7 separate regions of the Mus musculus genome follow, and all the other regions are linked to region 1. A link is a contact called in public HiChIP or PLAC-seq data. All regions are on one chromosome and are shown on one strand. Each heading gives the region's core, a stretch centred on a gene start, on an enhancer-like site or on the middle of the called end of the contact. The rest is flanking DNA. Distances are from core to core; before and after follow the strand shown. Region 1 has its middle 65 kb from the start of Gm12519. Region 2 overlaps Gm12506 (a long non-coding RNA gene). Region 3 has its middle 55 kb from the start of Gm34628. Region 4 has its middle 87 kb from the start of Gm12511. Region 5 has its middle 140 kb from the start of Gm12511. Region 6 has its middle 160 kb from the start of Gm12511. Region 7 has its middle 58 kb from the start of Gm42291.

Region 1 (3,710 bases), core at 854-3,353:
ATCATTTGCCTTAACAGAGATTGAGGTTGAGTGAATCAGTGTTCAATTGACTACACTAATGGACACCCACTCAGTAACACTAACACCTAAATTTGATACTGATGACAAGATTCTGGAATTCACTTTGACTGACTAGAATAAGACATTTGGGAGCCTTGGAGAAGTATGAGTGTATTTTGCATGTGTAAGGGATGGGAACCATCAAGGGTTAGGGTCAGACTCATAGCTAGCCTTCTAGGCATCTCTGAATGATCCCAGTCTGTGGATTTCACATCCTTGTACAGACACCCCCAATATTAGACAGAGCAGGCCAGCAGGCCTGGACCATGAGTAAGCTATTTCAGAAACGACGGAGTGTGACTTTTGAGTCTAGGTCATGAAAAACAAACTGGCTTCTTTCTTGCTGACCCTCTGTGGGATTGGTCATATGGAGGAAGCCAGATGTGATGTCAGATGAGCATTGGGTGGCAGTAGGGAGAGTTCTACATGGCACTGAATGAAGCCCTCCTGCCAATAGCCGGGCAAGCCTTCAGAGGCAGCTGTTGTAGACTCCCTGAGAAACCCTGAGTCATAGCCTCCACATAAGCTCTTCCTGGATTCCTAACCCCCAACACAGAGATGTATGTTTGTTATTAAGCTTCATTGTCCCCAGTTTGGCCAAGTCATGTGGGCTCGTATCTGAATCATGGCAGCTACTTTCTCTCTCTTCCTTTCCCCTAATTCCCTTTCCTCATGGGGACCTGTGCAAATGGAAGAACATAAACCTATGTAGACCCCATTCTTCTCAGGACAAAGCCCAGGTCTGACTAGATCTGAGCAACACGACCCGTGGTGGCTTTCTGAAACGTTTCTCTCATGGCTCTTTTAACTCCAAGTTCAGACCAACCACCAAGATGTCTTTCATTGTACAGGCCTTTGTTCCTGTTTCTTGGTGTGGCTTTTCATATAGGCTTCCTTCTTCATGTAGTACTCCTCTGACCTTTTTTCCCCAATCTGTTATTCTCTTCTTTTTGGCCATCACATCTGTAAGGAACCCATTCTGATCTTCCCTACCCATGATTGGAGATGACTTTTTTTTTCTGCTCTGTGTCAATGTATTCCCTATTTTATGTTAATTACTCTTTCCATCACTGTGATGAAACAGCTGACATAAACAAGGCATAGGGTAGGAGATGTTTATTTTGACCACAGTTCTAATATGACAGAGAGGCTTTTGAGTGTGTTGATGGGAATGTGTTAGCTGCTGCACCTTCCTATGACAGTAGACAGGAAGTAAAGAGATACTGGTAACCAAGGTAACTACAACCTTCAAGGACTGACTCCTTGTGAAACATCCCCACTAGCTTAGCCTCATACCCAAAGGTCCTACAACTTCTTAAAACAATGTCACTAGGAGCAGACCCAGTGTTCAAACACAAGATCTTGTGGATGACATTTCAAAATCAAACCATAAATTTCCTTTACCACTCTTCTAAGCATCCTGTGATATGATTGACTTGTTATTGGCAGTGGGGATATTAATAATTTCTTATAATTGAAGCTCTCTGGATCCCCTGGTAAATGTGCTATGAAGACACTTCCTGTACTTAGGATTTCTACACCTTGGCTTTGATCTCCAGACTTATCTGATTTTACTAAGGGCAGGCTGGAAACATTGAAAAGCTGAGCAGCTCAATCAACAAAGCAAAAGAACTGGTAAATACATAGTTTACCTTCTTTACCCTAGTGCCTACCGCATTTCTAAGATATGCTAGACAAGGCTCCAGTGAATTGGAGCCTTCTGTGAGCACAGGAATTCTCTCCACACGAACATACCCTTAGTTTATCGTTTTGTCTTTCCCACTTTCCATTCTAAACCCCCTTACAGCTTCACACATCCTTTTCCAACAACTTTCACACATGTCCCTTCTCTGAGGGTCTGACTCCATAGCAGGTACCTGCCCCCAGGTGCACTCATTTACTTAGCATTTACTACAAGCTGTTGGCCAGGCCAAGCTTTTTGTTTGGATTAAATATATTAGTTCTCTTAGCAACACAATGAGATAGGTACTAATCCATAAAAGTGAGGTAATAGTGCTTAGTCATAGGACTGTTCTGGGGATTAAATGGGGTAACATGGGTAAAGAGCTTAGCGTGTGGTAAGACTGGGGGAGAAGATAGACATGAAGGGCTTAGTGAAGGCCTCAGTGCTGGTCTCTATGACCAATCAATTGCCCAAGATCACTTGAATGCTAAGTATTGGATTTTTACAGAGTTCTGATAAATTCTAGAGTGTTCAGTCATCATCCAATAAGGGTATTTCAGTTATTTTTCACAGCAGACTATAAGGTATTTAAGAGTAAGAACTACACTTAATATATTCAGCTTTATTTCCAGAATCTAACATTCAGATGATAGAAAGAAAAGAAACTTGTATTGAAAACATCTATCTTTTGGCTCCTGCTACACATTCACTTTGTATTACTCATTCTTATAAAACTTTGTTCTGTGATCCATTAAAATAAACCGAAAATTCCTATCTGAAAACAATATGTTGGTTTTTTTCCCCTGTTTAGGATAGCTTGCTTGTTTCATAGACAGAAGTACCTGGCTTTATATTTTTCTCACATATAAAAGAAGCAAAGATCACATTCCCTATCATTGCTATTGTCTGTTACACAGCAAATCACCTTGAAATTGAATAGCTAAAGACAACACACACACTTATGAACTCATATGGTTTCTGAATTCAGATAGCTGTTGCATGGATCTGGCTGTTCAGCTCAGAGTGGGGGCAGGCAGTGGTCAAGTTGTCTCGCTGGGTTGCATTCAGAAGGTTTGACTGAGGCTGCAGGTTCATTTGTAAGCTCTTTATACCACTGCTGATAATGACTCTTAGCTCCTTCTCAAGCAAATCTGCCATAAAATGGTAGTTACCTTTTCTGAGTCAAAAGGAGAGGAACAGAGAGAGAGAGAGAGAGGTGCCCAAGATGAAAGTCATAAACCTGTTGTGACTTAGTCTCCGAAGAGACATGTGATCACTTTGACCATGTTTGTAGATGGTCAGAAGAGTCTATAAACAATTGTTTTGGAATGGTTGTTAAACTTTGGATAATCTATCTGATTTTTCAACCCTGATGCAAGAGGAAAAGATCAAACAAGACTGTCAATACCAGCGGGCAAGCTCTCAGGAGAGGGTTTTGGATGCAGTGCAATACTTCACATACTAAGGTACAATGAGGGGTTTTTGTGCCTTAGCATCAAGTTTTTCCTCAAATGTATTAAATCTATTTTATGGACTCAAGACTGGATAATCAAGTTTTGAACGTAAAGAACATAGTTTGCCAGGCAAGATTTAACAATCACTCCAAGACAATTGTCCCTAAATAAATATGGCTATTGAAATTCATATCCTGCTGAAGACCAAGCCAGCAATACTGGGGACAGCCATCTGCAGAGCACTCCATTTTATTTTCTGGTTTGAATAATAGCTTACTGTGTATTTTATTAATCTTAACAGTTCCATGGCATATATACTTTCTACATGAGAACAATGAACTTTACAGAGTCATTTGTCAAAGGACACAAAACCTACCAGTGATAAAATCAGGATTCAAACCTGGAACTCAAGATTCCAAATCCCATTTTTAAAAAATATCTTTTACTACATAGTGGCAAGTTACTCATGTTATTAACTAAAATAAGAATTATTGCTGTTGTTGTCTCTTGCT
Region 2 (3,710 bases), core at 791-3,290, 470 kb before region 1:
GCCCCTGGTTTTGAATTTACAGTGACCCTTCTCCTTTCTGTCTCCCAGGTACTGAGTGTTTATGTAAGATGGAAAGACAGCGTAATCAGTGCACGTGCCTGTTGCCGAATATTTGACCACATTGCAGAACCTCAAGATTGTGAACTGCAAAAGCCTTGTTGTGGTGTGGCTCAGTCCTCGCCCACATCCAAGAGCTTTCTGTTTACTGTGAACAAGTAGTCGTGGTGTGGCTCAGCCCTAGTCCACACCTTTGACACAAGAGCTAAATAAAGTCAACCCTAGATCAAGAGGTGGAGCAAGCAACCAGCCGACAGAGAGTAAACATAAATAAACAGAAAGTAAGACAGTGAATTGAAGGGTATTTAAGACATCCAGGAGGAGGGGAAGGAGGAGAGGGAGGAAGTGGAGGAAGGAGAGGGGGAGGAGGAGGAGAGGAGAAGGAGGAGAAGGGGAAGGAGGAGAAATAGGAGGAAGAGGAGGAGGAGGAGGAGGAGGAGGGGGAGGAGGAGAAGGGGAAGGAGAAGGGGAATTTTTTTTTTCCTTTTAGGACATTGGTGGAAATAGGAAGGTCAGCTGGGTGCTTTCTTTGCCTCCCTGAGCTAGTAGACTTTTACTCCAGCCTGTGGCTCCTGAATCTTTATTGGTAAAATTGAATGACTGAGATTTTTGTTCTTAAAACAACATGTGCCAGGACACCTACCCAAGGCTCCAGTTTCACACCTCCCTCCCATCCCATGTCTCCCTGTCTCACCAGGTTGGCACCAGTCTGAATTTTATTAAGCAGGAGAAGCACTTTCCCCAAGCAGCATCTTGCTCCCACTGGAGTGTAACTAGGGATGAACAGCACCCGCCCTGCTTTCCACACTCTCCTATCACTGTTTGGAGCCTTAGGGTTGTATAAAACTTTATTATGTAAGATGGGAAGACAGCATCATCAGGGCAGGGCAGGGCTGTACCCCAAAGTAGTAGTGGGTATACAATCAAACTTGGGGGACTGTGAGCACTTGAGCCTTTTTTCTCTAGGGTGAGGGGTTGATAGAGAGACCATACTTACAAGTGAATGTGCTGCTGGAAGCGGGGTGGGGGGGATGGGGGGGTGGGGTAAAGCAGCAACGTGGTCCAACCTTGAATGACCCACGTGGATCAAGAATGGCAGTGGGTACTAGCTTTCTCTCAGTCCTTCCCAGATCTTCAAAAACTGTTATCAGCCCTCAGCTTGCCGATGGAGAGCCCGGGAGAAAGAGAAAGAGATGAGTAGTCTTTTAATCTATGCCCATTTGACCCCATAACCCCTGACTTTCCAAGAGGCATGAGAGGCGCCAGGCGGGTGACTCAGGATAGAAGGCCAGAGGTCTCCTTGGTTATTTTATGCCGGGTAGCTGAGACAGATGTGTACTGCGTTTATTTTTTTATTTGGGGGATTTTCTGTACTGGATCCCATGTACCAGCAGAGCAGTCAAGGAAGAGGTTGGCTCACCGTTCGTTTGTTCGTTCGTTCGTTCGTTCCTTCTTTCCTTCCTTCCTCCCTCCCTCTCTCTCTTCCTTCCTCCCTCCCTCTCTCCCTCTTCCTAGTCATCCTCCTCCTCACCACCTAGCTTTTTCTCTGAAGTAACTGGCCATTGGCAGTTTTCTCCCCAGTTAGTATTTAACTTCTCTCTCCCTGGCAGCTTTGCCCTTCCCTGAGCACTATAAACCAATCAAGGTGTTTTCCCATTAAGGACAGCTGACGATGACTGGCTTTTCTGCTGTGCCCGGCAGGACAGTGTTGCTAGGCAGCAGCTGTCTATGCAAAATGAAAAAGTGCAAGCCGGTGTGGGGCTTGAGGCTGGGGGTTAGCTCAGTTGTCTGCCTAGGATGTATGAATCCTTGGGTTCAGTGCCCAGCAGTGGGTAAACAGGAAGTGGTGGCACAGGTCAGCAACCCCAGCACTTCCAAGGCATTCACAAGAGGATCAGGAATTTAAGGTCACCCTTAACTACATGGGATACCTAGCCCAGGCTTCCCTCAATCTTGAGGTGATCCCCCTGCCCTTGCCTTTTAAGCTAGGAGTCCAGGTGTGAGTCACCACACATTCAGCTCCTTATGGGACCTCTATGGTCATTGACAGACACAAAAAAAATTTGTATGTAACCCAGGAGTGTTCCCAGCTGAGGGTTTACAAGGCAGGGAAAGAAAGAAAGGAAGGAAGGAAGAAAGGAAGAAAGGAAGAAAGGAAGAAAGGAAGAAAGAAAGAAAGAGAGAAAGGAAGGAAGGAAGGAAGGAGAAAGAAAGAAAGAAAGAAAGAAAGAAAGAAAGAAAGAAAAGAAAAGAAATAGGGATGTTTCAGAAGAGTTATAATTTACAATTCATCCAAAATTACTTTTAGTCCTCTAGAGTGACTGTCCCAAAAAGCTGACACAAGTTAGGAATGCTCACCTGTGCCTTCCAGAGGAAATGTGGTCAAGTTCCTCTGAGTCCCTGCTCATATCTCCCTCCCCACATCACTCTGTACCTGGCTGTGTTCTGTAAGCGTTACTGTTTTTGTTTTATTTGCTTTTGCTTTTCGTTGAGACAGTCTTGCCATGTGTCTCTGCCTGGCCTTGAACTGGCCATCCTCTGTCCTACTCTCTCAGTGCTGAGACAGCAGGAGCACAGAGGAACTCTTCAGGTGGGAATATGCAGGTTGAACTGAAGTGTCCCACATCCCGAGTGGCCCAGAAAGCACTGGGTGTGGTGGCTCACGCCTGTGAGGAGTGTGCCTGGGTAGGATTGCCTTGAGCTGCAGGCAGCTTAAACTATGTAGGGAGTTCTAAGTCAGCCTGGACAAGAATGAGACCCTGTATCAACAAAACTAAGACAGGATCAATGAGCTGGCTATGTGGGTAAAGGTGCTTGCCGCTAAGCCGGATGACCTGAGTTCAATCCTAGGGACTCACATGGTGGAAAGAGAGACACCACCCCATGTGTGCTGTGACACTTAAGTACTCTTTCCTTCCAAATAAATAACTAAAATATAAACAAACATAATGAAAAGAAGAAAAAAAAAACCACATCTCAAGCTTTGACTGGAGTTTAAAATGAAGTTTGAGGAGGAGGAGAATTTACAAATACAGAATGTTTGTATTCTGGGGACCGATAGCATGGTAGATTAATATGGTCAACTTGGAAGGACCTAGAACACCAGAGAAACAAGCCTGTGGGCATGTCTGTGAGGGGTTTTCTCAATTAGGTTAATTAGTGTAGGAAGACCCATCCTAACTGGGTGACACCATTCTCTGGACTGTATAAAAATGGAGAAAGCTAGCACTCATTCCTCTCTGATTCCCGACTGTGGATGTAACATGAGCGGCTGGCTCAAGCTCCCACCGTCACGCCTTCTTGGACATAAAGGGCTGGGCTATCCACCCAGGAGAACAAATAACCTCCTCTTCCCCTTTCTTGCTCTCATCAATATATTTTATCACAACAACAAGACAGTTAACAGTGTCTCTGAGAACGGCTCAACTGGGCATCTGGTGGGCTGTTGAAATCTGGGGATACGTAAAGCTAGTTCTAAGATAAACTTTCAACTCTAAGAAGATAGCTTTTCCTCCTGTTTTCTAGACCCAGGCCAAGATGCCAAGGTTGGAAGCCGAGAGGAAGATAAGCAGAGCTTTCTGATGCTTTTCTGGAGCCTGGCCCTCTCCCGTGTCAGCCAGGTCTCCTGTAAGAAATCCCACTCAGCTCAAAGA
Region 3 (3,710 bases), core at 639-3,138, 470 kb after region 1:
AGGTTTTTACATTGGCTCTGTTCATTCACCTCAGAACGTCTTGTTTGAAAGGTCAGCACTTTACTTGAGACTGAACCATCCCAAGGATCATTTTCTATTCTTCATAGACTGGAAATCAGAATGACTGAACAAGGACTATATTTTTCCTAAGTCGAAAGCAGAGTTAAAATCCTACATTTTGAAAATTCTAACGTTTAAAGAAAAATATTAGAAACCCCACAAAGAGGGAAGGTGGAGCATCTGTGGAATAAATCAGCTCAGCACTGGGCATGCCGGAGTGATAAGTGCTAACACTAAGCAAAGAGCAACCTTCAAATCCCCATTCCACAGCTCATGGCTGTGAGAACAGCAAGTGCACAGGCTCCGCACACAGCTGAGGGGAGAAGAAGCCTGCTCACCCTTGGATGTGGTAATAATGACGATATATGAGTGATGGAGTGATGGCATCCACTGGGTCTTAAAACGACATTTGATGGACTTTGTATATAATTAGTGATGTCTGTGGAAAGCTGCAGGATGCTTTATTCTAAAAGAAGATACAATTCAGGCATGGAAGATGGTGCCTCTAATCCCTGCACTGGGGAGGCTCAAGCAGGAGAAGAACAAGTTTGAAGAAAGCTGGGGCTATATAATGGGACTTTGTTTAAATAAATCATACATGTATGCATACACACACACAGGATATGGTTGTCAAAAATGTAATTAAACCTGAGTCCCCTTATCCCTAAACAGGACATGGCAACATTTTCCATCCCATAAAGATAGAGTTTTTCAATTTAATCCAAATTTAGGAAGTAGCTACTTGAAATACAGAGAGAGACTAGTAGATTTCGTGTACAAATGCCATGGCACCTTTGGTAGGGGAAGGAAGGGGATGGTGATGAGAACAGAAATTGATTCTAAATTAAGAGAGTCCCTAATTAAAGTTATATCATTAAGCACCTGATCTCTTTCTTTGCAGGACCACAAAATATTCCTGTGTGAGAATTTCTCACCAGCCCATCAGGCACCTTTAGAGGTAGGAAAACAGAAAAGGGTGTTATTCTTCTTTGTATGTAAGGTGAGCCTGGTCCAGCTACAAATTGAGATGGACTTTGACCCTTCACCCAACTTCTCCAGCTAGTTCCAATCTGAACATTGTGGTGAAAATATGACCTTAAGTGACCCCCACCAGCCTCTGAGGTCACTAAACTAGCTCTATGGCATCTCTGGAAATGCAGAGTTGCACCAAAAGCCCATTGACTGGTGCCAGCTGCACACTGAGCCCAGAGCTGGCCTCCAGGACAGCAAGGTGTATAGACTTTGATGATCTGCCCACGAACTCTATGGAAGTCAGAAAGATAACCAAGGAAAATTCCATGAGGAATGTTCCAGAACTGATTCCACCTGGGCAGTTTGGAAATCATGTAACAGAAAAGGTTCTCTTTTGAGAGTTCACCAAATAAGGAAATGGATAAGGGAAAGCCGGGTCACAGGAACGTCATAAGCAAAGTAGGGCCAAGGAGTATAGGAAGCTATTCAGTGTCATGCTCAGAAACATAAGTGGTCTGGAGGCAGGAATTGTGAAAGGTGATGCTCGGGAAATGAGCAGGAGCCAAGTCATGAAGGGATGCTCTGTGTGCCAAAGGAAGAGGTCTGGCCTCTGTCCAGCAGCTACGGACCAGCCACCGAGAGCTTTGAAATTCCGAAGTGACGTGGTCAGACTCACCCTCCGATCATTCCCTCTAGGGCACTAAGAAGCAGATGGTCTGAGCAGAGAGCGAAGGCTGGGAGGTGAATTGTAAAGAGTTTTATTGCTATTTTTATGTACAGCCTCTGTTCTAAAAGAAACAATAGAGGGTTAAGTCATGGGGCCCCATAATGGGGCATGTGGGCCAAGGTGCAGGCTGTCTGGCACTGGATACATGGACACATGTTGGTGAGTCGGGTCACGGTGATGAGTAAGAGGCAACTAAGAGAAGGAAGACACAACAAAAACCCCAGGATTGTATGACCCTGGGCAGCTCAGTGACCCTCACACAGCCACAGAGTCCTCACGCATGTGGTGGCAGTCACCTGGCCAGCGTGCTTGTGAGTCAGAGGCACACAAAGTCCCTGGCAGAACGTGAGACCTAGAGCAGGTCCTCCATAGGGGTAGCCACCACCATAGAAGTGGAAACGCTTCCTTCTGCCAAGAATGCTCTCAGCACTCAGAAAGGATCCATTCACGGAGACAGAGGCTTCCTGCACTGAGTAACCAAAGCAAACAAGAGCAATAGGGACGGAGCCTGAGTTACTACCTACAGGGGAGGTTCAGGTGTCCCTCTGATGGAAAGCAAAACCCAGCTCAAGTCAAACAAGCCTGTACACACCGATCAGAGCTATGTGTTCTCAGCAGCCCTGGGCACAGTCCCACAGAACCTGGTTTGACAAGCTGCACTGGCCTGATGCCCAGGTCCAGATCAAACCTAGGAGGCCTGAAGCTGCTTTGATAATCAATCTCTCTCTCTCTCTATATATATATATATATATATATATATATATATATATATACACACACACACACACACACACACGCACGCACGCACGCACGCACGCACGCACACACCTGTTTATCTCCTCTCTCACTCAGAGGGTCAATCATTGCTAAGTAGTACCCATGTCCCTGTGGCTCTAAGCTCTGAGTGCAGATTCCCGAATTGGAGCAACTAGCTCACCAGTCAGAAACAAGCCTGGCTCCTCAGTTAGCACTCTCAGAGGTAGAGTTACTCACACTCACGGGTCAGACAAGGATGAAGAAACCCACCCTAAAGCACTTGCATGGAAAGCAAAGAGCCCATGGATGAAGACATTGCTTCACCCAAGCTAGCTACTCTCCCTCATCCATCTCCTGACTCACATCCTCCCCACTGCAAACACTCCAGAAATACCCTCAGCCCCTAAGAGATACTGTCTCCTTCTGATAACATTGTATATTTCTCAGTGGACCCCACAGCCACGGCTGTTTCTCAACTGTGACTCACCTTTGAGCTCTGAAAAGACTTCATGTCTTCCTCATGAGGCTGAGATGTGGGTCCCTAAAAGTCACTAGTGACCTTTGCAAATGCAGAAAAATTCTCATCCACCCTCAGGATTATCCAACTCTAGTCTCCTCCGCACCTAGGAAGCTGCCTTTTCTCCTAGCTCCCCATGCTACAACGTATACCTCTTCTTCTGTCCACCTCTGGGTGTAAGCTTTCTGGAACTTTCTTCCTAGAGCCTCTTCTCTTTCCATAATCCTCTTCCTGAGAAATGCCACAGATAACCCCTTAATCCAGTAGTTCTTCAACCTTCCTAATGCTGTGACCCTTTAATACAGTTCCTCATGTTGTGGTGACCCATCCATAAAATTACCATATTGCAACTTCACAACTGTAATTCTGCTGCTGTTATGAACATTAATGTAAATATCTGATATGTGACCCCCTGTGGGGGTTGTGACCACAGGATGAAAACCACAGTCTTAACCCCTTAAGATTCTAGTTTTCTTACTTTGTCCAGGTCTGTGTTGATGTCTGTGGCCTGTGTTGCCACTGAATGAGAGGCCGATGTCTGTGGTTTATGATGCAGCTGGAAGCCATGCCAATGTCCGTGACCCCAGCTGCAATGGAGGGCTTGATCCAGGTCCATAGCCGCACTGCATGTTCTGTTTGTGGTCTGTTCTGATGCCAGAAACCATGTAGAAGCCCATG
Region 4 (3,710 bases), core at 528-3,027, 410 kb before region 1:
CGTGTGCCACTGTGCCTGATGTATAAGTTGCCTGGTTAATCTGTGGTGCTGAGGTTATGTGGTAGTTGGAATTAAACCCCGCTTTTGGGCATGCTAGACAGGGGCTCTACATCCCTAGCCTTTCTCCCTTCTGAAGAGCAGCAGTGGGAACGCTGACTCCACTTTTGAGCATCCAGGGACACAAAGCTGACACCCTGAGTACAGGACAAGCACACACTGTGCAGTGGCAGCATATGGTTCTTGGGTCCACTGAGAAGGAGCCACTGTCATGATAGCATGTCACTCCCTCCCTCCCTGTTATGGGGAAGAACACAACACTTAGCCAGCTAAACACCCAGCTACAGTTTCATTTGAAAAGCTGGATTTGATTAGAAAGTCGAGGGGACTGATATATGACGACAGATTAAGGAAAAAAAAAGAGAGAGCAAGCATAAATATGTAGAACTCACCCAAATGATGACTAAGGGGCACAAAGCATACAGAACCCTTGCACATGGAGATGGAAGCAACTTATCGAACATTTCGGTCCCATCTTGGGTATAGGCTATCACAATTCTTGGCAACACGCCTGCAGTATCTGAGGCCAGATGGGTTTTTAGATCGAGGGACATGTTTTGGGTTGAGATTCCCACATTTCTTAGGAAATTCTTACCTCTTGGGGAGATAACTTTACAGATAAGCTGCTCTCATCACATACATACATACATACATACATACATACATACATACATACATACATACGTATATACATGTGTGTATATTATATATAATATAGCTTTCTTTTTAAAATTATGTTTTCTCTTGGATATTTATGTATTGGGTAGTAATTTATCGGAGACAGGGTGTCACTACATAGCTCTGCTCACGGCAATCCTCCTACTCCGCGGCCTCTCAAGCACTTTGACTGTAGGCATGAACCAGCAATCCCATCTTGTATTTTTCATTTGATTCCTAGTTAGCGAGCTCGTGGAAAGACTCTTGTTGGTATACTACTTGGAAATGTAAGGCTGGGGAAAACAACCCCTTTCAGTGTGGGCGTGGTTAGGCAACTCCATCACTCTCCCTGGCTATGGAACTGCACGGTGACAGTTTACAAAGGATGCACGAAGCTCTGTAGGTATGGTGTCCCGTGGAACGAGGGTGTGAACACGTCAATTGGGATGGCTTGCATGGCTGATCCTCTTTACAGATGGCCACACATCTGCACACAGCTGCATAACTTCCCATATGAACATCTACAGGCTTAAACTCATGCGCAGAGGCTGAGAAGGCAGGAGGACATCAGAATGAGTCTCTGGGGAGAGTGGCTCCCAAGAGAGGTTTCTGCTCTATGTAACGTCTGCATTGTTTGCATTGAGAATGCATTGCTTGGGTAATGAAAAAAATGATTAAAACCATAACTGAATCCTCCCCCTGAGTTTCTAGGAGACAGCTGAGGGCCACAAGTCCCTGCCTTCTGTACTTTTTCTCCTGGACTTGGGCAGAGTGCCCCTTGTCCTTGTTCTGGACTCTTACTGATGCCATCTGCTCTGCGATACTTAACCCAGCCTTGACCCTCTCTATCTCCTTCAAGGAGCACAGTAAGTCCTTGATGACCATTTCCCTGGAGCCCAAGCACAGCTGCCTTAAGAGCTCAGCTTGTGTCCTAACTCTTTTTTTTCCCACCGGATCTTTCAGTTCTGCATAGCTCCATTACTCTGGGCCTCCCTCTCTACCTCTCATCCTTCCTCTCTCCAGATGGGGTTGGGAGTGCCAGGGATGTGGGGTGAGTCAGCTGGTGCTCATGACCACACAAGGTAACACCGCAGGGCCTCTGTGCAGCAGCGGTGGCGGCAGCGGTGGCAGCGGCCCCAACAGCTCACATCCCTCTCTTTTTTCTCAGATTCACTCTTCCTCTACTGAACCACAGCTGAGAAAGTTGTGGGCAGTCATTGCTTCTACTCTAGTCCTAGCCTCTCATTCTTGGGAGGTCTGTCCTGGTGGTGCCCACATGTCCGTGGTGGGCAAAAGAGAGAGGTCTTCTGGGACGCCCAGGAGATCATGTTTTTCCACGGCCCTCGGTCACCGAGCCAAGGAATACGCGCCTGGGTTTTCCCTTCTGTAAGTTGAGAAGGTTGGTTTCCATGCTTTCAGAGCCGCTTCCAGCTTGACGCTCAGCAGTCCGTGCCTTTGTTGTGCTCACCTCTCCTGTGTGGCCTGGGACCATCTTGTTTCTTTCCCACGAGTCTGTGCAGTAGACAACGCAGCTCATATTTCCCTCCTTGGCAGCCTAGGAAATCAAGGCTTTAGCGATGGCGAGGATGGCCCACGGTCATCCTGCTGCCTTCATAGAGGCACACAGGAACCAGAGCATCTTCTATGATGGGTAGGTGAGATGACAAACAGAGCAGCCAGGGAAAGGACTTGGAGGAAAGGGAAGGCAAGGGTGCCTTGATCAGCTCAGTGTGGCCAGAGGACTATAGAGAGGACAAAGTCTAAATCTACCTTATGCTACCCTCTGCAAAACCCTTCGAGCAAAAGTGGGCTGGTAACTTTTTTTTTTTTTTTTTTTTTTAAGGCTGGTTCAGACTTGCTAGTAACATGTCCTTTCCCCTCCTCCTCAGTGCTGGGTTTACAGGGATGTGTCACCATGTCTAGTTTCATGCAGTGCTGTGGATGTTACCCAGGGCTTTGGGCATGCTAGACAAACATTCTACCAAGTAAATGACCTCAGTGGCCCCTGTCATTGGAAGAATGGGTTCTTAAGGATCTGGTAGGAGGGTTTTCTACATGAAAGCAAGTGCTTGCATAGAATCCTACATTATCATCAGCTAAGTGAGATGATCCAATCTCCAAGAAAGCCTTTATCCCTATCGTTGGCTCAGTGCTTTCAGTGCTCACCGCTGATGTTCAGTTAGCAAGGTAAAGTCACTGCATGCTTAGGGAGATGTATGCAATTGGTTCTGGAAAGCTGGACAGAGACACTACAGCACCTCACTGCATTCTTCTGCTCTTAAATGTCTGGTTGCCTCTTGGGATGGTTTGTATATGCTTGGCCCAGGGAGTGGCCCTATTAGGAGGTGTGGTTTTGTTGGGGTAGGTGTGTCACTGTGGGCATGAGCTTAAGACCCTCATCATTGTTGTCCGGAAGTCAGTCTTCCACTTGTAGCCTTCAGATGAAGATATAGAACACTCTCTGCTCTGCCTGCACCATGCCTGCCTAGATGCTGCCACAATGCCACTTTGATGATAATGGACTGAGCCCCTGAACCTGTAAGCCACCCCCAATTAAATGTTGTCCTTGGTCATGGTGTCTGTTCAGAACAGTAAAACTCTAACTAAGACACCACTGCACCTTAGCAACTGTCACAAACTACAATCTGCAGGACTTTGAGAGGTTTCCAGGGGAATACCCATGGTGGACTGAAGGCTTTAAAGAGGGTTAAGTAAATTAAAGCAATTATCAAAAACGTATCACTACATAGAAAGTATTGGGGAGTGCTACATGAGTGGAAGTCAGGTTTGCTGGCTAGACTCTGTCTGCCAGCTGTCTGGGACTATGACAGTAACTGGAAGGATAAAGAGCTCTTCCCCAAGAAGACCCATGACTCTTACATTTCATTTCATTTTGTTTTGTTTTCATAGATCTTGTTTTTACAAATCATTATGTAGCTAATGATAATTTAGGATTGCATGCAAACATTGCTTTCCTGCACAAAACCCTCCTACCA
Region 5 (3,710 bases), core at 553-3,052, 360 kb before region 1:
AATAACTCTCTGACATAAGATTTTATGAAGGTGACAGAAGGACTTGTGCATGGCCCAGTCCATATTTTGCAATAATAACAATAATTATAACAAAGTCAACATAGTCACATGGACGGAGAACCAATGAATGACTAGGTCTATACCTCAGCATCATTGTTGTATTCTTTTCTCTGCCCTTCCAGAGCTGGAGCTTGCCCAGCATGCGTAAGATAACATCTCTGATCTGTGTTGGTTCCTTCCCCAGGGTCACCTGGTATGTGCTCTGCCATCTTACCCCAAACAGTGGCTACAATGACACAGGCATCTTGCCGCACTGTTCTCACCAACCATAGCTACTACTTCATCTTTGCTTAAGGATACACTCAAAAGAGATTATTTAATACATTGCCACTCTCCTTTCTGTCCTTCCTTCCTTCCTTCCTTCCTTCCTTCCTTCCTTCCTTCCTTCCTTCCTTCCTTCCTTCCTTCCTTCCTTCCTTCCTTCCTTCCTTCCTTCCTTCCTTCTCTCTCCTCTCTTTCTCTCTCCCTCTCTCTTTCTTTTTTCATTCTTACCTTCAGAGTCTCACATAGTTCAAGCTTTTTTCAAACTCAATTGTCACTGCAAATAACCTTCGCTCTTAATCCTCATTCATCTGTCTCCTAAGTGCTGAGACCACACACCCAAAATGTCGGAATTTCCTCTTTAGTTTACACCCTAAATGCTTTCTGTCTTTCCCTTGTACTGATGACATTGGGTATGGCAAGTTGTTTCTATCCAACTCAAAGGTACTGATCTACACTAATTCTGGAAAAATTGTTTCTTTCTCCAGAGTGGCCATCTTAGGAAGAGAATTTGAGTCCAACTTCACAGGAAAGACTCAATCGCCACCAAGGAACGGGTAAAATATCCATGCAAAATCACTACATTTCTCATGTGAAGTATTCAACACCTTCTAATATCAGAGATTAAAATTAATTTAGATCAATTGTTGTTTAGTCAACTCCTGCCCAAGACTATGTAGACAAGAGAGACACATACTAACCACTGGAACTCTAGTCATTTTCATTTCCTGCTTGAGATGAATCCATTTCTTGATGGTTTATTTGTTCCACTGGAGTACCTGGAGCCTTAGAATTCTCATTGGATTTTGTAAATACTGTCACCCTAGGATTTCCCTTTAACCCTTCAATCCCAAGGTCAACTAAAGTGGTGGTGAAAGGTTAAAGTGTCATCCAAAGAACGTCCACTCATCTCTGCGGTGAGCCAGCATGGTCCCAGGAAGTCATGTGCTCATGCTATGTAGCTCTTCCACCTGCCTTGTTGCCTAAGTGATTCGCCTGGTCTGAAATGATATATGGCTGCATAGTTGGGAAGAAAGCTTTTATTTCTAAGGTTCTCAGCTCCTTATTCTCTACTCATTACAAAACCTGGGTGAAAACAGGATTGGGCCTCAGCAAAAGTGACACTTGTAAATCTTAGGATCTCATACTAGCCAGGTACTTTTCATCATTTAACAACTCTCTGAGGCTTCTAAGGATGGTTGTTGTAATCTCTGCCTGACAAAGGGGGAAAGTGAGGCTGAGGTGAAAAGTGGTAGACTGAGTATGAAAACATGATGTATTCTCTTCATATATGTAGTCCCTGGGAGAGAGTGATTCAGGAAGCGGCCAATCGCATCCAGTGTGGGGGAGGAGCATCTGCTGAGCAGATGCCGGGACCCACTGGCCAGATGCCACATGGATATGGCTTTTCTTGGCTGGGATGGCTATCTCGAGACAAGCTGCATGGCAATCTCATGTTTTCACTGTGAGTCATTCTGTTACACTCTGGAGAATTTATATAGCCAAGGAGCCATAATGATCCACCCAGGGCTCCTACCTTTCTATGTCCCAGCAATCCAGAAGAGCAATTCTGTTATGAAACGTCCTCCCAGTGCCACCCGGAGTTAACGGGAAGTCATGTGATCCACGTTAATCAGTACACAGGTAAAAAAAATAGATGCTTATCGGATCACGTAGACTGGGTTCCCTGACAGCTCAGCTTCATGAAACCAAAGTTCATTTTCTTTTTAAATTTGAGAACTATGCTATGTTGCTGTTGTTGTTGTTGTTGTTATCTCTTAGGGTTTTGCTATGTAACCCTGATACTCATCAGACCAAGCTACCCTTGAAACCATGGCAATGCTCCTGCATCGGCCTTCTGACTGCCAAGTTCACAAATGCCACACACTATTAAACAATAGCACCCAGCAAGTTGGAAATCCAAGCTCCCCAGATAGACCACTGATCCTTCCCAGTCTGGCTGTGGCCTGACCTTTTCACAGTTCATTCTCCAGCTGAGCCAATGCTGTCTTCCTGTCCTCCCAGCTCCATCAGTAGCCACCCTCGCTCAGGCTTCACACTCCTGTCCTCTCCTCACTTTGTCCTGATCCATCTTCAGCCCTAGCCCCCAGCCTCTCAGTGGGAACCTTCCTGAGCATTCTTATTCACATTTAAGCTCTCCTTCTCCCTCGTCTTCAGACAGCATCTTATAAGGCGCACAAATGGATTCCTGTGGTGGATATAGCACAGTAAACGAACATATAGAGGGTAGGAGAGACTCTTTTGTTTCTGTGACAGACATATGGGCTAGAAACAATACAGGCATACAGCCTTATTTGGCTCATGACTTGAGAAGGATTTCAATTTGTTAAGGCAGGGAAGGCATGGCTCTGTCCATGGTGTGTGAGTTTGCATGTGTGGTTTGTTAAAGGAAGGAGAAGGTAGAAAGGTACCAGAGGCAGGCATAACCTTCCAAGGTCTACCACTAGCAGCTAATTTTTGCCAGCCAATCCCCACTTCCCAAGATCTCCACAGTAGCACTGCAGCTGGGGACTGAATTTTTAAACTATGAATCTTTGAGAAGCACTTCAGATTCAAACCATAGCATAAAGTCTCCCAACAATGTATTGTGCTTAGGTGGTGTGCTGTTTTGCCTGATGGGAATGGGGCCTTCATGTGACACAGAGAAGGGAGATAAGGGGAAAGGGTCAGAGAATTGTAGTTCATGGTAGGTCATCAGGAAGCAATCCTGATAACAAAGGGAGAGACTTGAGTCATAACAGCCTTTAAAGAAAGAACTGGCTTGGACAGAAGAGAATTTTGCAAGTTCTAGTTTACTAGTAAGACATTTTGAGCACTTATGTCTGCATTCTCCTTTGAGGCAGAGAAAGCTCCCTGTGGCCTGGCTCTGAAAATTTCATACAACTCAAAGGATATAATCTTGTTGTCCAAGAAGGAAAGTACCCTAACTGCTTCAGGGAAGCAGGCCCATATAGTTCAATTTGAGCCAAAAGGGCCAGTGTCCTGTCCACAAGCAGCACATGGGATCTCTGCTAGTGGGCCCCAAGTGGATGCTTAAGATGATGAGCTTGGGAAATCCCCACCCCGAGTCTGAAGCCCAAGGTCCTACCTGGAAGTCTCAGGTTTGGTTTGCTTCCTGTGTCATCTGCTCACCCAGTTTCCCTGTTTGAAACACTGGGTGAGTAGGTTGTGAGATCTTGGAATGCCATAAGAACTTCAATGTATGTGAACGAGCCGGAGCTAGCTAGCAGAAGGTTTTCTCCACTTTCTTCAGACTGCAAGCTAGAATGCAGTACTATGGACAGGTCAGGTGAGCTAGAGAGGAAGGAAGAGTATGGCTTTCTATCCATAAGCTTTCTTTCCCTCAGCAGCCTAGACTTGCAAATCCT
Region 6 (3,710 bases), core at 514-3,013, 330 kb before region 1:
CTCCAGGCTGACCCAAAGCTAGATGGTGGTTGCATCACTTCCTCTGGTGTTGTGGAAGCCACATGACTCTGGCATCTGGTTTGCCAGGGATGAAAGGGAGCCCTGCCTGCCCACGATGCTGGCACACAAGACCCTGGGTCCTGTGTGTCTTCTTTTAATATTCCGTTTCCCTAGCAAATGGGGTAAAGTTGCTGTAGTAGCTACTGCTGTTGCTGATGCTGAAGTTGCCTAGTGCTCAAACTCTCTGGAAGGACAACCCAAAGAACAACCCGAAGGCTGGAGAATGAAGAGGAGTTAAGGCTGTGACTCTTCTTGGTAGTCAGCTCTCTGTCACTGTGACATAAATACCCAAAGTAGTCAACTTATAAAAGGGAAACGTTTGTTTTTGTTCCTGGTTTCAATCCCTGGTCTTGTTGGTCCAGAATTTGATAGTGTTGGAATAGCAGTACATCACTGTGGTCATAAATGGGCAGGTCTCAAATCTCTCCTTCAATGACCTCCTTTCCTTCCACAAGTTTCTATGTCCTCAGCATCCTATGATCTCCCAGTTGCAGCACAGAATGCGGACCAAGTATCAGATACATAGGTCTCTGGGGACATTCATTCCAAACTACAGCATCTTTTTGTTAGATAAGGACATCTGAATGCCATGCTCGCCTGCTGTGAGTGTTGCTACCTTCTTTAAACTTCATGAAAGAGCAGGCAGGGGTTTTTTGTTTTGTTTTGAATTGACAGAGACTCTAAAGAGATTGTTTTTTAAACCCAGTGATGTACCCTCAGACATGCACACATACATGAATGCACACACATGCACACAGCACTGGTATACATGACAGACAGGTCCTCTTAGCTAATGTGATGCTAAGATTCCAGAGAGCTTGGAAATTTACTCAGTAATACCCAAATAATACCCATACATATGCATGAATGTTCTCTGTGTTTGGTCTCTGTCTCTGTCTCTATCTGCCTCTGCCTCTGCCTCTGCCTCTGCCTCTGCCTCTGCCTCTGCCTCTGTCTCTGTCTCTGTCTCTGTCTCTGTCTCTGTCTCTGTCTCTGTCTCTGTCTCTGTCTCTGTCTCTGTCTCTTCTCACAGTGTTAGTGGAAGGTAAGATGAGATTTTGAACTCCATTTGATTGAGGCTGATTATCACATTCAGGTCATCTAGGCCACTGTGTCGCAGTTTTATGGCTTTATTTTGGAAGGTCACTCTGGAAGCTCAGGCTGAAATAAATGACAAAGGGCAAAGTTCACACACACACACACACACACACACACACACACACACACACACACCAGATTCAAGTGACTAGGAAAGAAGGAAAAAGAATGCTCTTTTACAAATTTTCCTTTTTTTCAATTTTTTATTGGATATTTTCTTCATCTACATTTCAAATGCTATCCCAAAAGTCCCCTATAACCCCCCCGCCCGCCCTGCTCCCCTACCCACCCACTCCCACTTCTTGGTCCTGGCATTCCCCTGTACTGGGGCATATAAAGTTTGCAAGACTAAGGGGCCCCTCTTCCCAATGATGGCCGAAAAGGGGGAGCCTGATTTTCCTGGGAACCTGTGATGTATGGACTAGCACGTCTTCTCTGCTTCTCTGTCCATTCACTCACCCACCACTCCTCTGCTAATGCCTGGCTGGCCAGGAATACACTTTCTATTTAGAAAGCAAAGGCAGCCAGCTTTGGGCCTGGGCCTGGAGACTGACTCACTGTTGTTGGGATGACACATTGCCTGCACACATTTCACAATTCTCTGAAACACCAGACTTATTTCTGTGAGTATGCAGAGGCCCACTTCACCATCCACCTAAGGCCACACACAAAGGCTGTGCTATTTTTCTTCCCTGGGGCCTAAATGGATGGCAGGACTTCCTATGCCTGAAACATCACCCTCGTTTGGAAGGAGAGAAACACCGGCCAAGAATTGCAACGTTTTTTAACCAGAGTCTGGCTAGCTTTCAATAGCTGCACGCCAAAGCTATACCAGACAGAGAAATGGCTATGAATGGGGTAGGGGTTGGACTGAGGCTTAAAAACAAGGCAGAAAAAAATACAGATAACAGAGAAGAAAAGAGAGGAGAGGAGAGGAGAGGAGAGGAGAGGAGAGGAGAGGAGAGGAGAGGAGAGGAGACAGAATGAGATAGTACATAGGAAGTAAAAGAGGAAATTTAAATAGAGAAAGGTTGCACAGAAATGATTGAAGAATTGGAGCAGAGGGCGAGAGTTCCAGGCTGTGATCATTTCTTCATGTGCCTTTCCCTCCATTTTTGGGTGAGCACTCTTAATCCCCATTACTAAGAAGCAAGAACAGGGGACCAGGAAGTTACAATCTAATGTCTCAGGTGGAAGGGAAGACATTTTTGTTTATTAAACAAACAAACAAACAAATATACATACATACAAGCAAACAACAACCTCATATTGTCGACCAGGCAGACCCAGCACTCACTAAGTAGCCCAGGCTGGTATGGTACTACTTATGGTAGTCTTCCTGCTTGACCTATTGATTTCTGGGATAACAAGTATGCGAAGCCAGCTCGCTCTACATCAGTGTGAGGGGCTTGGACAGTCTTCCACAGTCTTTCTGGAATCTGAAAGCCTAAAGGATACTCTTGTTGACCAGAGAGCTAGCTGGGAAGGCCGAGAATCTGGATGGCCAGTGACAGTGGCCTCTGAGGAGTTGTTTATGCACTTAGACATTAAGTGCCTAAGACTTGAAGGGCCGGCCCCATATTCAAAGCCCTGGATTCAGAACTATCTGGAAACTTCCTCCAGGGTAAACAAAAACAAGCACTTCAGCTCCCTTGCCAGGGCATCTCGCTCCAGAAAGGACGGGAAGGAAAGGAGAGTGATGCTGCTTGTTCCCCTGTGAAGGAAAGGTTACAACAACATTTTCTCTGGGCAGCTGTGAGGTCGGCAGGCAGACTTTTCTCTGGTAACCATCTCGATGTGTCTGTGTGGAAAGTACCTAAGAATGACTAAGCCCTGGCTGAGTTGATTCATTTGTCACTTCACTTGTGGGACTTTGGCCCTGTTCTAGAGGCCACAGAGTGTTTTCAGCACATCTGACCCAGGCCTCCATGTAGGGTGGCAGGTGAGAGAGAGCACAGACTTATAGGACTCTGTTTATAGGGAAGGACCCCAGGGAGGAGGGAGGGTTTGGGCTCACTGGAATCCTGTCAGGACTTCTAAGAAGTCTAAACTCCTAATCCCTGTCAGCAGAGGAGTCAGGAGTCTGTGCAAGTGGCCAGAGTTTGAACGGAAATGCTCATTCACGGAGCATCCAAGATAGGCTGGAAGTTTACTTAAAGTTGTCTCGTCCTTCCTCACGCTAATAGTGTGAGGCAAGTGTTGCTTTGCTTCCTCGTTGGAATGAAGCCTTCACAGGAAAAGAAGCCCAAAAGAGTTCACATCTCTAACTCAAGCTGGGGATGGGGTCAGGAGACTCTGGGGAGGCAGGGCTATCCACTAACACACAGGAGGGCCACAAAGAGATCAGCCTGATCAACGCAAGTGGAGTTATTCTTCTTAATAATCCAGTTCAAATGTAAACCCTTTTGTTGCAATTATATGCACAGGAAGAGGGACATATCACAGGTGTGTGGCTTGCTAGACTGTCACAAACCGAAGAGATCCCTGTAGTCACTGCCCAAACAGACACAGTTAGCATGTTTCCAAGATGACCGCCATCAGTTCTCAGTCTC
Region 7 (3,710 bases), core at 605-3,104, 310 kb after region 1:
AAGTGTACCATCTATGCCAGACTGAAAGCTTCCAGGCTATTTGAAAAGCAGCATTAACCACGCTGATTTTTCAGAGCTGATTGGGACTTATCTACATGAGAAATGGGGCAGGGGAGGGAGAAGAGGGTGTTCCAGGGCTCAGGAAGAGCATGTGAGAAATGATCAGACACGAGGCAGCATGACAAGCCGGGAAGCTACAAATTGTTGGACAATAATATAATGTGCATCCCGCCCACCTCCCAGGGTGGTTGGAAGGATCAGCTGAGCGGATGTATACATGGAAAGTGCTTTTTAAACTCCAAAGCATCAGACTGTATTCAGATGTAAGAGGTTATTATTAGACACTCCATTTTTCCCCTTCCTCCAAATTGGAAACATTTGCCGAAGTAAACATTGCTGATGCATTAGCTGTCAGGATGGTGTATTATATTTGGGAAACATTTGCCAACGTCTGTTCCGTTTTCAAATTCCCAGTCACATGTGGTTTCTGTTTGAGCAAATGCATCAAGTAATAATGAGCTTATTGTTAATTGTGCAATATCAGGCTTTAAGGTGTAAATCATCTCTAGTCCACACTGCCATTATCCCATGTTGATGGTAGACGCTTGCAGTCGTTTCTTAATGAAAACTAATATGTGACTGCTATTGATCTTTTATATTTGTCAAAGTTTATCAGAGGGAAGTCAAGACTTCTGGGGGGGGAGGAAGCTGTATGTAATGTCTACACAATGAGTATACAGATGTGCTTGGGACTGTGTGCACACATGTGGAAGCTAGAGGAAGACATTGAGCCTTTCTCTGTCACTCACGGCCTGAGTGCCCTGAGACAGTGTCTCTCAGTGAACTGGAAGTCTGTCTTTTTAGCTAGCCTGATGGGCCAGCAAGTTCCTGGGACCTGCTTGCCTCTGTTCCCCAGGATTCCAATTAATAGACACACATAGCCACGCCTGGCTCTTTCCCAGGGTTACTGAAGATTCATCTTCAGGTCCTCACACTTGCATGAAAGTGTTCTTTCCCACTGAGCCATCTCCCCAGCATCTCAAGATTCTTAGCACGGACAAGTGTGCTAATATAAATAGATTCCCTCTGAGCAGAGGATAAAAAGAAGTTTGATTGTCTCCACCCAAAAATGGCTTCCCCCCAAAAAAGCTCCATGGAACTCAGATTCAAATATTAATTTGCCTCTGTGATGTTTTAAGAAACAAACACTTCTCTCCAGAGGATACTTCCTCTGTGGTTATAGAGATCAACAGAAAGCATTTAGGGTAGAAAATGAGGGTGACTAAGTCATGCTTGAATTCTTGACATTCACAGACTCAGTCGCTGGAGAGTTTGAATCACTGTTAGTGTGAAGCATCCTCCTTTCTCTCCTTCCTGTGTGAGGGAGACTTGAGGCAGAAAAGAACAACAGAGACGTGTTTTTCATGTTGCCAACAAGCTATATGGATATGGCGTTTTCATATCAAATCCCCCAGAAAATACCTAACATCTCCAAGTTTGTTCCTTGCTGCAGCAAAGGATAGCTAGCTACTCGTTTGGGGAGGTTTGTGTTGCTGGTGAAATTCTCTCTTGAGTCATGATTAACGAAACCACTCATTAGCCGTATTGAACATCGGCTGGGGGGGGGGTGCGTGTGTGGTATTGATAAACTTAAAATACATTTCATTCTTCCTGTGTAGTTGAATCAAAATCAGATCATAGCTCATCGATGATGGACAGGACCTGAAAGGTGATTCTGTATGACTCTTCATTCTATGAATGAGAAATTTTAAGAGGAAAGTCAGCTTATTTGCTAAAGATCAGTCAGTGACTAAGTGGTACAGTCACTCTCAGAGCCTCCAGGGCTTTCTCCTACCCTCACTGTGAACATAAGGCCACTAAGTTGAGGGCTGGGAAGGGGAGCAATTCTGGAATTGGCATCAGCTTGAGGTGGGGGTGGGGTGGCTTCCTTCCAGAGACCCTACTGCCAGCATTCAGTCCCACCACTTGAGGGAGCTGTGGAGACCCTTCTTCCACAGCCTATTGCCCTGCCATTGTGTTCTGAGCAGCCAGCCCTTACTTGGCAACTAAGTGGTATGGGTCTGTGGCAAGGCAAGTAGCCAAAGACGCCAACTCCACTGTGCCTTAACAAGAGCAGTGGCAGAACCCCCAGACAAAATGGGGAAAAAGTGATTTGTTGTAGAATTCTTGTTAGTCTGGTCAGTTCCCATTCGCCTGTGAAACCGGATTTGTAGACACATGTACTGGCCAATGACTCAGCCTTAAAAAATAAAGTCATTCATAATTTATGCATAAACAAGAATAGCTTTTGTTTCTGAGGACTCAAGAAGGTTTCATAGCCCTGTCTTGCTGTCCCACTCCGGAGGAGCAGTTCCTGTTTCAAGGCAGTTTCTATAGGCCTATAAATACTTTGATGTTCAAACATCTGGAACTTATATTTGGTGTTGACTAATGAGCATTATTATTTTATTATGTATTTATATGTGATCTAAAAGAAATTTGAGGTTAGATGCCACATAACTCTGTATATACAGCGAACAATGACAAATTCTTTTTACCCATTACATTGATGATTTATTACAGGGCATAAGGAGTTCTGAGTTGTTCACTTGACATATAATTGTGCTTGGGAAGATAGTAATGGTACAGAGAGATGTAAAATTGCCCCTAACGTATATTGTTAAAATACTTTGTAAGTGGACAAAATGGACTCCAGAGGTACTATTTCACTCTTCTTAAAAAAGAAAAAAAAATCAAAGGATGGCCAATATGGCAACAAACTGGAGTTCTTTTGAATAAGTAAAGATGAGCCCTGGTCTTAGAAATACATGTGGGCACGCTTGGAAAGGCAATAAACAATACATAATGGATCTGACTTCAAAGAACGCCTATTGGAGAACCAGACCTATTTCAAAGCCCAATGTTCCATACCTAGTTTGTCTTGGTACCAGTAAGCCACAGGTAAACATGCTAAGATCAAAGGGAAAGGTGGGTGTGTGGAGGGAGGGGTGCGCACTGACTGACATTACTTTCTCCTCAAAGCATTTCCCCGAGGGACCCTGGAGACAGCACCTTGTAAGCGCCTCTGTTGTAGATTCAGGAATTTATCTTAGGAGTGTCAGAAGTACTCCAGTCTGTTAAGCATTGCTTCTCAAAGGCTGCGGTACGGGAGGCACACTGAAGGTGGCATGTACTAGGGATAGCTGTACAGACACAAAGCTGCAGAGAGATAAATGGCTCCATTATGGGCCACACCAGTGGCTTGCTTGCTGTTCCCTCCCGAGAGCAACATCACTGTAAACTGGTTTGGCCCATCAGCAGGCTGCCTGGCCTTTCATGGAAGAATGAGTCCTCTGTACACACAGACAGAGAACTTGCCAACAAAGACCTCCATTGCAGCATTTGAAAGGCTGGACTTGCTGCTGTATGAAAGCACTTCCGGGGGCTGAAGCTGTACACAGGATGTGCTGTCGACAGCTCTAAGAGCTCTGTGTGGCTCCCCTAGAGAAGCCTGCAGATTGACTTATCTGCTTTGCTGACAGTCCCCAATTCCAATGACACAGTATAGGCAGTATTCACTTAAGTCCTTACTGGAGTTCTGCTAAATCATACTAAATGTCATTGGAGGGCTTTTGTAGAGGAGCTAGCTGACTCCGTAACAGAAAATGAAATCAGAAAGACTTGGCAGATCCCACAACAGAACGGGGATA

Evidence for each region. HiChIP or PLAC-seq counts read pairs in DNA pulled down with a chosen protein or histone mark.
Region 2: a contact with region 1 is called in an HNF4G HiChIP or PLAC-seq map of pancreatic cancer cells. The contact joins two enhancer-like sites. A contact is called at or near these places in 1 of 484 Hi-C or Micro-C datasets (bone marrow-derived macrophages), 1 of 115 datasets of contacts at active chromatin or transcription factors (pancreatic cancer cells) and 1 of 9 other capture datasets (embryonic stem cells).
Region 3: a contact with region 1 is called in a FOXA1 HiChIP or PLAC-seq map of pancreatic cancer cells. The contact joins two enhancer-like sites. A contact is called at or near these places in 1 of 15 datasets of contacts at CTCF or cohesin (the NIH/3T3 cell line) and 1 of 115 datasets of contacts at active chromatin or transcription factors (pancreatic cancer cells).
Region 4: a contact with region 1 is called in an HNF4G HiChIP or PLAC-seq map of pancreatic cancer cells. The contact joins two enhancer-like sites. A contact is called at or near these places in 1 of 15 datasets of contacts at CTCF or cohesin (the NIH/3T3 cell line), 4 of 484 Hi-C or Micro-C datasets (adipose-derived mesenchymal stem cells, bone marrow-derived macrophages, embryonic fibroblasts and 1 more), 7 of 115 datasets of contacts at active chromatin or transcription factors (the NIH/3T3 cell line, cardiomyocytes, embryonic stem cells and 4 more) and 1 of 9 other capture datasets (embryonic stem cells).
Region 5: a FOXA1 HiChIP or PLAC-seq map of pancreatic cancer cells shows a contact between it and region 1. The contact joins two enhancer-like sites. A contact is called at or near these places in 1 of 484 Hi-C or Micro-C datasets (the N1E-115 cell line) and 2 of 115 datasets of contacts at active chromatin or transcription factors (fibro-adipogenic progenitors and pancreatic cancer cells).
Region 6: a contact with region 1 is called in a FOXA1 HiChIP or PLAC-seq map of pancreatic cancer cells. The contact joins two enhancer-like sites. A contact is called at or near these places in 1 of 15 datasets of contacts at CTCF or cohesin (the NIH/3T3 cell line) and 1 of 115 datasets of contacts at active chromatin or transcription factors (pancreatic cancer cells).
Region 7: a FOXA1 HiChIP or PLAC-seq map of pancreatic cancer cells shows a contact between it and region 1. The contact joins two enhancer-like sites. A contact is called at or near these places in 1 of 15 datasets of contacts at CTCF or cohesin (the NIH/3T3 cell line), 1 of 484 Hi-C or Micro-C datasets (palatal mesenchyme) and 2 of 115 datasets of contacts at active chromatin or transcription factors (fibro-adipogenic progenitors and pancreatic cancer cells).

The regions. Positions count from the first base shown.
Region 1 is chr4:56,064,313-56,068,022 of GRCm38.p6, forward strand. No RefSeq gene overlaps it. Among named protein-coding and RNA genes, the nearest start is that of Gm12519, 65 kb to the left of the region's middle. Within about 2 kb of position 2,104, at least 4 of the 459 cell types and tissues checked have an H3K27ac peak or open chromatin away from gene starts, as enhancers often do. A contact at or near this core is called in pancreatic cancer cells, where this site is marked.
Region 2 is chr4:55,591,546-55,595,255 of GRCm38.p6, forward strand. All of the region lies in intron 1 of Gm12506 (a long non-coding RNA gene), which reads left to right. All of the region lies in intron 2 of Gm12511 (a long non-coding RNA gene), which reads left to right. Among named protein-coding and RNA genes, the nearest start is that of Gm12511, 22 kb to the left of the region's middle. Within about 2 kb of position 2,041, at least 25 of the 459 cell types and tissues checked have an H3K27ac peak or open chromatin away from gene starts, as enhancers often do. A contact at or near this core is called in pancreatic cancer cells, where this site is marked.
Region 3 is chr4:56,531,458-56,535,167 of GRCm38.p6, forward strand. No RefSeq gene overlaps it. Among named protein-coding and RNA genes, the nearest start is that of Gm34628, 55 kb to the left of the region's middle. Within about 2 kb of position 1,889, at least 71 of the 459 cell types and tissues checked have an H3K27ac peak or open chromatin away from gene starts, as enhancers often do. A contact at or near this core is called in pancreatic cancer cells, where this site is marked.
Region 4 is chr4:55,657,349-55,661,058 of GRCm38.p6, forward strand. No RefSeq gene overlaps it. Among named protein-coding and RNA genes, the nearest start is that of Gm12511, 87 kb to the left of the region's middle. Within about 2 kb of position 1,778, at least 19 of the 459 cell types and tissues checked have an H3K27ac peak or open chromatin away from gene starts, as enhancers often do. A contact at or near this core is called in pancreatic cancer cells, where this site is marked.
Region 5 is chr4:55,706,294-55,710,003 of GRCm38.p6, forward strand. No RefSeq gene overlaps it. Among named protein-coding and RNA genes, the nearest start is that of Gm12511, 140 kb to the left of the region's middle. Within about 2 kb of position 1,803, at least 31 of the 459 cell types and tissues checked have an H3K27ac peak or open chromatin away from gene starts, as enhancers often do. A contact at or near this core is called in pancreatic cancer cells, where this site is marked.
Region 6 is chr4:55,730,463-55,734,172 of GRCm38.p6, forward strand. No RefSeq gene overlaps it. Among named protein-coding and RNA genes, the nearest start is that of Gm12511, 160 kb to the left of the region's middle. Within about 2 kb of position 1,764, at least 131 of the 459 cell types and tissues checked have an H3K27ac peak or open chromatin away from gene starts, as enhancers often do. A contact at or near this core is called in pancreatic cancer cells, where this site is marked.
Region 7 is chr4:56,372,612-56,376,321 of GRCm38.p6, forward strand. No RefSeq gene overlaps it. Among named protein-coding and RNA genes, the nearest start is that of Gm42291, 58 kb to the left of the region's middle. Within about 2 kb of position 1,855, at least 59 of the 459 cell types and tissues checked have an H3K27ac peak or open chromatin away from gene starts, as enhancers often do. A contact at or near this core is called in pancreatic cancer cells, where this site is marked.